Regions from separate parts of the Mus musculus genome. Here region 2 is linked to region 1. A link is a contact called in public Hi-C data. All regions are on one chromosome and are shown on one strand. Each heading gives the region's core, a stretch centred on a gene start, on an enhancer-like site or on the middle of the called end of the contact. The rest is flanking DNA. Distances are from core to core; before and after follow the strand shown. Region 1 overlaps Wscd2 (WSC domain containing 2). Region 2 has its middle 21 kb from the start of Gm46919.

Region 1 (5,452 bases), core at 673-3,172:
GCCATTTGCTAAGAGGGTGGCTGAGCACAAGCAGGCTTGCATGTTTTTCTCTGTGCTGTTGTGAGAAGGATTCTGGGGTATCCCCCAGTGCCAACATTAGCCAGGTCTGGGTTTATAGCACCTAGGCACAGAGCTGGGCTCCTGGGGACATCATTACTCTCTCCAACAAGTGAGATAAAAGTTCTTCCCTGGGTTATTTGAGGTGAGTCCTGTCCTGTGCACAGCCCCTGTCCAACGCTTCCGACTATGGCCTTGTGACAGACACTCAGGAGGCAATGCGGTCAACAGGAGGAAGGTAGCCCCAAACCAACAGGGCTGATGGCATTGTAAGAAGATGACCATGTGACCAAATGAAAGGAGGACACTGGACAGAGTGTGTGGCACCCATGGATGGAGTGGAGAAACAAATGAGAGCAGAGATGTGTGCATATATATTTACACACACAATATATACACATATGTATTGAGTGTATGCATGTTCACAGTATATGTGCACACGTGTAGATGTTCCTGACTGTAAATATGTATGTATGTTTGTGGGTAAGGTGAATGTTCAAGCATGTATACGTGTGTACACACACACACACATGTGTATGGGGTGAACACTTTCCACACGCATGTGCACACTGCAGCTAGCAGCAGGTGTTGTTCTTTAGGTTTTTGCTCCTGCATTCCCTCCATCCTGGTTAGATGGAGTCATGAAGCCACTCACAGGCAGTGCCTGGCTCTCAGTCTCACATGCCTATGTCCAGCAGGGCACTGGCAGCCTGGGAGGGAGCCAGGGTTCAGCAGCAGGCCAGAAAAGTGTTTTGAATTTGGCAGTGCTGATCAAAGGTGCTGAACCTCAAATAACTCCATCAACAGACAGGATGTATTTTCCTAATGACACTGCCTGCCTCTGGGGCTGCCTGCTGAGAGCCCGGAGCTTGGGGCTACTTTTCTATATGTTTTTTTTTTCCTTTCAGTTCATAACACATGTATAAGGTCAACTGATGGGCTTTTTGAGCATTGAGAAGAAGGCACGCATGCTTTGGAAGCCAATAACATCACTTATCTGGCGATCTCTCTAACCAGGGCAAGCCACTGCTCTCTGAATTCTGTCTTACCGTGTAAAACATGGACCAAAACAGCCTCCGATTCATGGAACAGTGCTAGTTAAATAAAGCAATGAATCAACCCTACACGGTCCAGCCCACAGCAGCCGCTCAATGGTTAGCACCGGTATTAACATCTGGACCCAGAGAGTGAGCCAGGCACGTGCGCAGCGCGCTCTAAGCCACGAACAGGAAATGAACTGCAGCGAGCATGAAGCAGGCATTCAATAAACGGCATTGTTACTGCTGACAGCCGTAGTGGCCATGTGACGGTCTCTCAGTATCCCACAGGGGTGGGGTTCAGCATCCCCCCAACATGTGGTGTCCAGCATCCCCAACATGTTAACAAAGTGCAGCATTTGCACAGAACTCAGGCCTCACCTCCCTCTCGTGTTTAGCAGTTCTCTCTAAATGACTTTAGCCCCTAACACAGTGTGAACTCTGGAAATACAAGGGAAAAGCCAGTGTGTGTTCCTTACAAATGCATTTTTCTTAGTAGTAGTTGTTGTTTTTTAATCTGTGGTGGGCTGAATCCCTGGGTATAAGCCCTCAGCTATGGAGAGCTGACTGCATTTGGTTCTCATATCTCACAGGCACGTCAACATACAGATACACAGTCACACGATCCACTGTGTGACCTGTGACATGCATCTGATCAGACTTGGAAGCATCAGAGTACTGGAGCTGGACAAAGCAGAAATCGGGAGGTCCCCTGACAGAGGGAGAGTCACACATTCATTTACCCACTCTGCCACTCAGGCATCCGTTGGGTGCAGCCAGAGCGAGCACCTGGCGCTGTCCCAGGTGCTGACGGGTTGAGTTGGCAAAGACTGGAATACCCCTACCCGCTGGAGCACAGCATGCAGAGACCCAGCTGTTCGAGCAAAATGCCTTTGAATGTGATGTGCATGGCTTCAGGGAGTGTGGCTGTGACCCATGCACCAGATGGAACTGGTTAGGTCACTCTGGAAAGTGGCTATGGGAGGCAGAGGCTCCAAAAAAGGAGCTGTGCAGAGATGTATGTGGGGGAAGAGTCAATAGGCTGAAGGACTAAGCTCCTGAGGCAAAGAGAGCAGGAACTCGCTCTGTGCACAGCAGGGACAGACGCTGCAGTGCAAGAGGGAATCTGAGAACTTAAGGATCAAGCTAGCAGGGACTTTGGGGACTTTAAAGGACAGGGTGTTGTTTGGAGTGGCCAGAGGTGGAATCTGAGGGGCTAAGGTGGAAAGAGCAGTGATTTCTCTAACAGACCAGCCTCTCATTTATGAGATGGCTGCCCTCCTGAGAAAACCCCGGGGGTACTTCCAAGCATTGCTAACTGCCAGTTCTGTCTCAGATGCATTGCTAAGTCCTTGCCGGATCCACACCTCACCGGGCTCTCAGGTCTGTGTGGAAAGGAGCCACTGTGAGATAGGTGTGGAAATTGAGGTATAGAAGGTCAAGCCATTGTCCGAGTCACACAGATGGCTAAGGTGGGCTGGAATCCTAGGCCTGAGTCCCCAGCCTGTTTTGTCTTCTTGTCTCTGTGAGCTCTGGGCTCTCTCACAGGAGAAGATGGTAAGAGTCTTCTAGATAGCTTCTGTGCCAGGTTCAGGCTGCGACTGGGGCGAGAGCCCTTGTCCCTGTCTCTAGGATGAGTCCTTCTGTAAATCCCGTGCCTTCCAGGGGTGAAGAAGAGCACACAAAGGCTTGGGGGACCAATCCTCTCACCCCCCCCATCCTCATCAGGTTCCCCGCACACCCTCTCATTGTAATCTCCTGAGCCATGGCTATGGCAGGTTTCCCCAGCCTGTTGGTCACATGGTAGCTGCCAGTGGAGAGGGGATACCTTCAGAGAAAGCCAGGCATCTGGATAGACGGTACTTAAACCCCAGGTTATATCGACAACAGCTGTGAAACCCTGAACTGGCATCTTTCCCTCTCAAGCCCCCACTTCCACATCTGGTTCTTGATTTTAAATTATTTGTACGTGTGTTGGTGGCTATGTGCCAGAGGCATAAGATCCCCCCTGGAGCTGGGGTTACAGGTAGGTACATACCACCTGACATGGATGCTGGGAGTGGAACTGAGTCCTCTACAAGAACAGTATGCATCTGATCTCTGACCTGCTGGACCATCTGTCCAGTCCCATTTGCTCGTTTGTGAGACGGGGTCTCCTAGCCTAGTCTGACCTCCAATTTTCTATGTAGCTAAGAATGGCCTTGAACTTCTGAGACTTGTTTCTACCTCTGTAGTGCTAGGGTTACAGGTGTGCACTACCCTGCCTGGGGGCTGAGCCCCTGGGGATCCTGCATGGTGGGGAAATGCTCTATTAATTGAGCTACTCACACATACTCCTCCCCCCACCCCAGCCATCCACATCTGTTAAACAGGCATGGGCTCATCTGTATCCCGTTCTAGCCTGTGGTATGTACCAGAAATCAGAATCTTTTTGGGTATAAAAGACTGAGAAAATGCAAGGCAATGGAAATTTACCCAAAGCAGTGTTAGTGCCTGGAATATTGTCTCCTTATTTAGCCCAGGCTAGCCTCTGACTCCTCCCCTCACCAGGGCAGTGTTAGTGCCTGGAGTATCACCGCCAGGACAAGAATTCTTTAGCATGGCCTTAGCTTCACTTTGCTAAGTAGCTGCCATTAATCCTAGGCTCCCAGTGTCTTTTTCTCTTTCTCTCTTTGAAACAGTTTCAAAGAACGCCCAGGCTAGCCTTCGACGCCTCCCAGCTCAGCCTCCCCAGGGCAGGGATGTCGGTATTCACTGCCTGCCCAGCTGCCTCCCTGTCTTTACACCAGGAAGGGTAGCAGGCTCTGTTCAGCACTGTGGGGGGCGCTGATTCTGCACATGTCAAGTGCTCACCACGGATGCTAGGACGATCGGTCGGTGCCCTGGAACCCTGATTCTGGAGTTGCTGTGTGTTTAACAAGCAGTGGGATTCTAAACCAAGGCAAGTGTGGGGTTCAAATGGAACTTGCCAATTAAGGAGTAGCTGTGTGACTCACTGATTATGGATGACAAGTCCAATGTCCCTACATTCACGTGTGTCTGGAGCAACGAGACCAGTTTTGTGGCTGTTATTTCTACATTGGTGCCTGTATTTTCCCTCAATCCCTCCAGGACCTTACCTTTCTCCTCCTCCTTTTCCTTCTCTTTCTCCCGGACAACCCTTCCCTTGAGGGCTCGGCTCCAGGCTCCTCCGTAGTCGCCTAGCTTGGCTCTCTCGCTGGTGTCCTTGCCCTTGAATGTGGGTCCGTACCTGCGTGCAATACTGGAGGCCTCCACCGTGTCCCGGAAACCTCTGCCCAGGTGCAAATCACCCAGGAAAGGCAGCTCCGCTCCTTCTACCGGGCTCCCCGCTGCGGGGCTGGCCTGGCTCTGGGGCACCGCAGGCTGGCCCACGAAGCCCGAGTGCAGGAAGACGAGGCTCCCAGCGGTCAGGTAGATTGCCAGCAGGGTAAAGAAGCGCACCGGCTTCCTGCGGAAATACCGGAAACACCGCTGGAACTTGAACCAGAGCTTGGCCATAGCAGGATCATTCCGGACTTGCTCACTTGGGGCTGGCTGGGTGGATGGCTGGGAAGGGGCGTGGAGGGCGTGGCTTCTTGGGACTTCTCAAGAATGAAACCGCAAGGGCTTGACGCTCTCTGATCCCTCCACAGAGACACTGTAGCAGGAAATCAAGCCAGGCACCTAGCTGAGTCCAGAGGTGACAAGGACAAAGGTTGCTGGAATCCCAAGGTCAAGGTGAGCTGCTTGGGGTCAAGAAAGGGGACTTACAGGACGCAGTCTCCATTCCTCACATTTTGTTCCTCACCCAGAGTGTGGCTAAAGAACTCTAGTGACAAGGACTGGCGGCTGCAAAGTCACTCTGACCCCTTCTTAGCCCCTTGGGCTGTTGAGTCTGATTAGCTCACGGAGAGAGCTCTGATGCTGGCCTCTTCTCTATCTCTAACAGGTGGCCAAGCTGTATGCCACCTTCTGTGGACATGTGCTGAAAGGACTCCATCTGGTCAAGCTTCAGGCCACCGGGCTACCACCTGTAAAACAGTGGAAACAGGCATGAGCCCCCCTCCCCCCGCCCCCAAGCCCGGAATGGAAAGAGGTCCTGTGCAACCTCAAGGGGGTGTGCGGAGGCCCCGAGAGGGCTGGAAGCTCTTGGAGAGCTGGGCTGTGTGGCCTCCAGGAGTGCATAACCCCGCCTCCACTCTCTGCCTCACTGGAACTGGGGCGCTTCAATCACTGTGCTGGAGTCTGGGGTTTGTATAGAATGGGCACACATCCTCCCATGGGTCTCCACATATCTCACATGGCCTAGAACACCTAATACAATCTCAGTGCTCAGGAGTACTTAAAAAGTAATAGCA
Region 2 (6,056 bases), core at 354-2,853, 130 kb before region 1:
CCATGGAGTAGAGCTGTTTGAAAGGATTAGAAGGATTGGGAGGGGGTTGATCATGTTGGAGGGAGTGTGTCACTGGGGGTAGGCTTTGAAGTTTCAAAAAACTCACAGAAGCCCCAGTCTCGTCTTCTCTCTCTCTCTCTCTCTCTCTCTCTCTCTCTCTCTCTCTCTCTGTTTATACATCATAATGTGGTTCTCAGTTACTTTGTCAGTGCCTGCCTGCCACCCGTGCTTCCCACCACAGTGATAATGGAATAACCTCTAAAACTGTAAGCTCCCAACTAAATGTTTTCTTCTATAAGAGTTGTCCTTGCCCTGGTATCTGTTCATAGTAATAGAATGGTAATTAGAACACCATCTTTCATGACAATCTTGCTCTTCGGGGAAGGACCTGGCTGCCGTCCATCCTTCCATCCCTCCTTTCCTCCCCCTCTTCTTTCTCCTCCTCTGCCCTTAAGGCAGTGAAGCCTCTGTCAGATGTTAGCATCTGGACTCTGTACTTCTCAGCCCTTAGAACTGTGGAAAAGGAGTTTTTGTTCATCATAGACCTGTGGCTGGTGTCATCCCAGTGCCCTCTGCTCTAGGATCTGGCCCAGATCAGAAAAGGGAAGGGAACAGCTGCCTGGCTCCTGCCTTCTCTAGACCTTGCAGTCCCTTGCCCAAACATCCTTTCCATTGAAAGTAGATGGTCCCTCTGCTGACCCAGGTGCTGGGGGTGGGGTGCTCAGAGGTATAGGAATGAACCGGGGCATGGAGAGACATAGACGTGACAGCCAATAGGCCTAGATCTGGAGTGCAGCTTGGGCAGGAGCCCTCCCCAGAGAGCCGTCTCCTTCTTTGCCCAAGATCCACACTGTATTTTTTTTTTCTTTCTATGGCTTGCTGCTGGACACCCTGCTCCAGTCACCTGGTCCCCTAACCGTGACAACTGACTGACTAGATGCAGGACCCCACACACCTTATTTCTGTTCTGGGCTACATAGGATTCTTGCTTTCCCAGGCTGGAGGGGCACTATCTTCATTAAGGTTTCTTTCTATTCTTGCACAAACATCATGACCAAGAAGCAAGTTGGGGAGGAAAGGGTTTATTCAGTTTACACTTCCACACTGCTGTTCATCACCAAAGGAAGTCAGGACTGGAACTCAAGCAGGTCAGGAAGCAGGAGCAGATGGAGAGGACATGGGGGGATGTTACTTACTGGCTTGCTTCCCCTGGCTTGCTCAGCTTGCTTTCTTATAGAACCCAAGACTACCAGCCCAGGGATGGCCCCGCCCACAATGGGCTGGCTCCACCCACTATGGGTCCTCCCACCCTTGATCACTAATCCAGAAAATGCCTTACAGCTGGATTTCATCGAGGCATTTCCTTAAGGGAGGCTCCTTTCTGTGTGATCATTCCATCTTGTGTCAAGTTGATACACAAAACCACCAGTACAGGCACTAAGGCATAGTTTATGCCAGACTGAAGCCACCCAAGTGGACAATGGCAACCAAAGCAGGAAGCCAAGGGATGTTCTTCCTTGGCAGAGCCAGTACCAGGACACCTGCCTGCCTGGGTTGGCAAGGCTCACTATGGCAGATGGTGTTCAAGGACCTCAGTGCTCCGAGGGGAACAGTTAGGAGAAAGAAGTCCAGATGGGCACCCACATGCTCACCCGGGGCCGATCCTAGCAGGTCGGGTAGCCTCCGCAAACCTGCTCATTTTGTGTGGAACGAGGGTGGCGGTGCTCTTCTGGGGTACCGAGTGGATTTCTGCATTAGGAGGCAGTTATGGTGTCTCAGAGGAGAGGAACCCCACCCATGCCCTGGTCTTACTCAAAAACAGAACTGAGAAGGAGACATCAGAAAGTCCAGTTTGCCACCTGGAGGCAAGAAAACTATTGTGGGAACAGTGACCCCCACCCCCACCCCCCAGCGGCTGGCATTCACATCCCATGTGTCCCACAGAAAGGCTTCTGAACAAGTCACAGGGCTGTTGCTTAGATTATACTGCTACACAAAAAAAGGAGCTGAGGTAAGTAGGCCTGACCAATGGGGACACAGATTCAGGTGCCCCCAAATTCCATGTTCCATGTAGTAGCCATTGGTGAAGATTATAGTAAGAGAGCAAAGACATTAATAAAATTAGGCTACTTTTCAAATCCATTGGTAGAAATATTAGAAGCACTCGGTGGGCAGTTAGAGCAAAGCAGGTAAGTGGATTACGGGTCTCAGATCACATCTCGCCACACCCAACCTTTTGGTTGTTGGAAGGTATCGGTCTGTCTGTTAAATCAGTACATTCCAGAAGCACATTTCACCTGCGAGTCACAAGGACATTAGGTCAGATTCAGATAGAGGTGGGCAAGGTGGGCAGGAAGTCTATTTACAGGGCTTGAAGATAACCTAAGATCGATTGTAATTCAGCGCTGGACCAGCACCATTCCAACCTCCCACAATCACCGAAGGGCGTGGTATGGTTCTTTCCAGGAACTCTCACCTACATTTTTAGAACTCTTTTTTGTTTTGTTTTGTTTTGTTTTTCGAGACAGGGTTTCTCTGTGTAGCCTTGGCTGTCCTGGAACTCACTCTGTAGACCAGGCTGGCCTCGAACTCAGAGATCCGCCTGCCTCTGCCTCCCAAGTGCTGGGATTAAAGGCATGTGCCACTACGCCCGGCCTTTTGTTTGTTTTTGTTTTGTTTTAGAACTCTTAACAGCTTCTGATGGCCCTTGGCACAAACTCCTAATCCCTTGCAGGTCTCCAAGGTTTAGCCTTGGCTTCTATTTTGAACCTCACTCACTGCATCCCACTCTCTGCCAGGGGGAGCTCTGCCGGGTCCTCTGTGAGACTTTTCTCACTGCCTCTCAGGCTTTACCTATTCTGTTTCTGGGATGGCTCCCTGACCCCCTCTACCCGCCCCCCTCCCCCCACCCCTGCACATCCCCCCCCCCCCCCCCCCCCCCCCGCACTCCATCCCAATCACTCCTCAGGGCTGTTTCCTGGTCGACCTATCAGAGGAACACAGCTATTCAAACACCCTTGGCTGAAGATGGCCTGCGGCTCTGTCACACTCTTTGATCTAAAGTAAAGTCGGGTTAGAGACTGCCTAGCTAGCCAGATTGCAGAATCAAGCCTGGTGAGCAGAGATGACAGATGTCACAGCCAGCTTGCTCCCACAGTCCCTCATCTAGCATCCTTTACACACCAACCCTCCATGACAGAGTCAAATCAACTCTGTTGCTTTTGGTCATGGTGTGTATCAAAGGAATAGAAAGCCAACTGGGACACCATCCTTAGGGACCCTTTGGTCATCTACATCCTTTGAAGGAAGGCATCCCCTGCCCCTGCAAATACCCTCAGAGCACCCGCCTGATGTAATAGAATGAACCTAGGCCTGGGCCTCATTTTTATTCACTATTGTAATCTGAGTGCCTAGCACAGAGCCAGGAAACCAACGTTTTACTGCTGTGAGCAGGCACCATGACCAAGGCAACTCTTACAAGGACAACATTTAATTGGGGCTGGCTTATAGGTTCAGAGGTTCAGTCCATTATCATCAAGGTGGGAGCATGGCAGCGTCCAGGCAGGCATGGTGCTGGAGGAGCTGAGAGTTCTACATCTTCATCTGAAGGCTGCTAGCAGAATACTGACTTCCAGACAGCTAGGATGAGGGTCTTAAAGCCGGCACCCACAGTGACATACCTTCTCCAATAGGGCCACACCTCCTCCAATAAGGCCATGCCCACTCTAACAAGACCACACCTCCTAATATTGCCATTCCCTGGGCCAAGCATATACAAACCATCGAAGTGCTCAATAAGCATTTACTGAAAGCACAGGTACTTACACACCAGTCAGATTTATGCTCATGATTGGTGCTTGAAGGTTGTGAATTTGTTCTGCTTGTCCCTTCTGATGCCTTTCACGGTCCCTCTGGAGTGTGGCATGGCCACATGCTTCTCTGAGGGCCTCTGCTGGGCGCTCCCTATATCCAAACTACAGCAGGTGTGTGCATGTGTGTATATGTATGTGTATGTGTATGTGTGTGTGTGTGTGTGTGTGTGTGTGTGTGTGTGTATGTGTATGTATGTGGAGGGATTTGGCTGAATGGCAGGACTGGGGGGTGACAGAGAGAGGGCAGACTCAATGGTGGGACCCAAAAGCTTAAGCTGGGAGCAGGAAGGAGACAGCTGATTAGATGGGTGGAGTGCCGCTCCCACGCTGGCACAGAGGTGGGGTCATAACACATTCTTATTGGACTGCTTCCAGGGTCACTGTGACCTGAGGGTTACTGTGGCTAAGGACTCAGGCTCCGGACTCAGACAACCAGAACTTGAACCAGAATTCCTCCTGATGGAGAGACCTTGCCAGGCTTTGCCCTCGGTACCCTCCATTGTCCACAGCGGAAGAACAGTGCAGCTTGGGTCCCACGCCCTGGGCTTCTTATGGGAACTTGGAACTGGGAGCTGGGAAAAATCTAGAACCGGACCAGCCACACAGTGCACAGGCATTGCTTGATAGATTGTTGTCTCCTGTTTGTTTCTGACTTGGGTGACCAGCTTCATGCCACTATTACAATCTTTATTCATTAGACATTGGTGAAGTGAAGCTGGTGAGAGAGATGGCTCAGACTCAGTGAGCGAAGGCATTTGCCACCGAGAACTGGAGTTGCAGGTGGTTGTGAGCTGCCGTGTGGGTGCTGATTCCTCTGAAGAGCAGCCAGTTCTTTCAACACTGAGTCTCTCTCAAGCCCCTTCATCCTATTACACATTTCGGAAGGATTTATTTATTTTTATGTGTGTGAGCGTTTGCCTGAGTGTGTGTGAACCATGCATGTGCCTGGTACCTAAAGACAGTTGTGAACCACCACATGGATGCTAGGGACAGAATCCAGGTCCTCTGCAAGAGAAGCAAGCTCTCTTAATCACTGAGCCATCTCTTCAGGACCCTGCCTTAGTATTTTAAGATAAAAATCTCTCACTGAACCTGGAGCTCGGTTTTTTGCCTCTGCTGGTGCTTCAGTGAAGACCCAGGACCTGCCTGTCTCTGTCTTAGCCAGCACGGGGTTACATGCATTTACTGTCACTACCTGGATTTTTATGTGGGGTCTGGGAATCCAGACTCAGAGTCTCAAGCTTCTACAGCACGCACTTTACCTATGGAGCCATTTCTGTAGCCCCTAACCCCCGCTTGTTGAAGGAGTTAACATGAGGGAAGCAGCTGGTGCTGTCCTGAACCGCCATCTTTTTCCACGTACCCAGAAGGGTGACTAGTGAAGCCCTCAGGGAGGAGAGGACTCAATTTCCTCTATAGCTCAAAACCAGGCCTGTCTCCCACTGTGTCTCCCTGGCCTTGCAAAGATATGGGCAAACACGAGACTCCTACAGTCAGTTGTCAGAGGACAGAGGGCGTGGCAGATGGCTGGAATGTCCTTCCGGAGTATTTATGGGGCTGTTTACATGGTATTCTCCAGATTTTCTGGACCCAAGGTGAAGAGGCAATTTTGTACCAGCCAGTAATCTTGCAAACAAACGCTGAGAACTGGTTCAGCTCCAGGGACTGGGCTGTGATCCGAGGTTCTGTCTGGGTTCTCGAGGCAGCTGCTGTTTGTCTCCCCATCACTGGTGTCTGGAACACCAACGGGGAGGAAACTGAAGCCATGGAGCTGGAGAAGGCAGGCTAGGGAGGCCTTAGAGTAGTCTGAGCACCTACCTGCTCAACCACCCATAAACTCATTCACTCAACAAGACAACTGAGGACCCAGGCAGAGAAACCAGTTGATGATTTAACGGTCATCAATGGGCTGATTGTCCAACCTTAGTCAATTGCCCAGCCATCTACCTGAAGATCCAATGGAGCAATAGACCAGCCAATCTACCTCAATACTCAGTCGAGTCAACTAGTCTCCTAATAAGCAGACCCATCATTCCCCCACTGTTGCTAAAAAGTGACCTACAGCCGGGCAGTGGTGGCACACGCCTTTAATCCCAGCACTCGGGAGGCAGAGGCAGGCGGATTTCTAAGTCTGAGGCCAGCCTGGTCTACAAAGTAAGTTCCAGGACAGCCAGGGCTACACAG

The links. A called contact is a pair of places that touch in the nucleus more often than the background predicts.
Region 2: a contact with region 1 is called in a Hi-C map of cerebellar granule neurons, with 1.6 times the contacts expected there. The contact joins two enhancer-like sites. A contact is called at or near these places in 7 of 39 promoter capture datasets (the HPC-7 cell line, cranial neural crest, embryonic stem cells and 3 more), 1 of 15 datasets of contacts at CTCF or cohesin (CD8 T cells), 6 of 484 Hi-C or Micro-C datasets (brain, cerebellar granule neurons, cerebellum and 2 more) and 2 of 9 other capture datasets (adipose tissue and liver).

Annotation. Positions count from the first base shown.
Region 1 is chr5:113,550,096-113,555,547 of GRCm38.p6, reverse strand. It overlaps Wscd2 (WSC domain containing 2), which reads right to left. Exons shown (of 9, transcript NM_177292.3): 2 at 4,214-5,125. The coding sequence starts at 4,613. Among named protein-coding and RNA genes, the nearest start is that of Gm52822, 8.7 kb to the right of the region's middle. Within about 2 kb of position 1,922, at least 35 of the 459 cell types and tissues checked have an H3K27ac peak or open chromatin away from gene starts, as enhancers often do. A contact at or near this core is called in cerebellar granule neurons and cerebellum, where this site is marked.
Region 2 is chr5:113,674,433-113,680,488 of GRCm38.p6, reverse strand. No RefSeq gene overlaps it. Among named protein-coding and RNA genes, the nearest start is that of Gm46919, 21 kb to the left of the region's middle. Within about 2 kb of position 1,603, at least 8 of the 459 cell types and tissues checked have an H3K27ac peak or open chromatin away from gene starts, as enhancers often do. A contact at or near this core is called in cerebellar granule neurons and cerebellum, where this site is marked.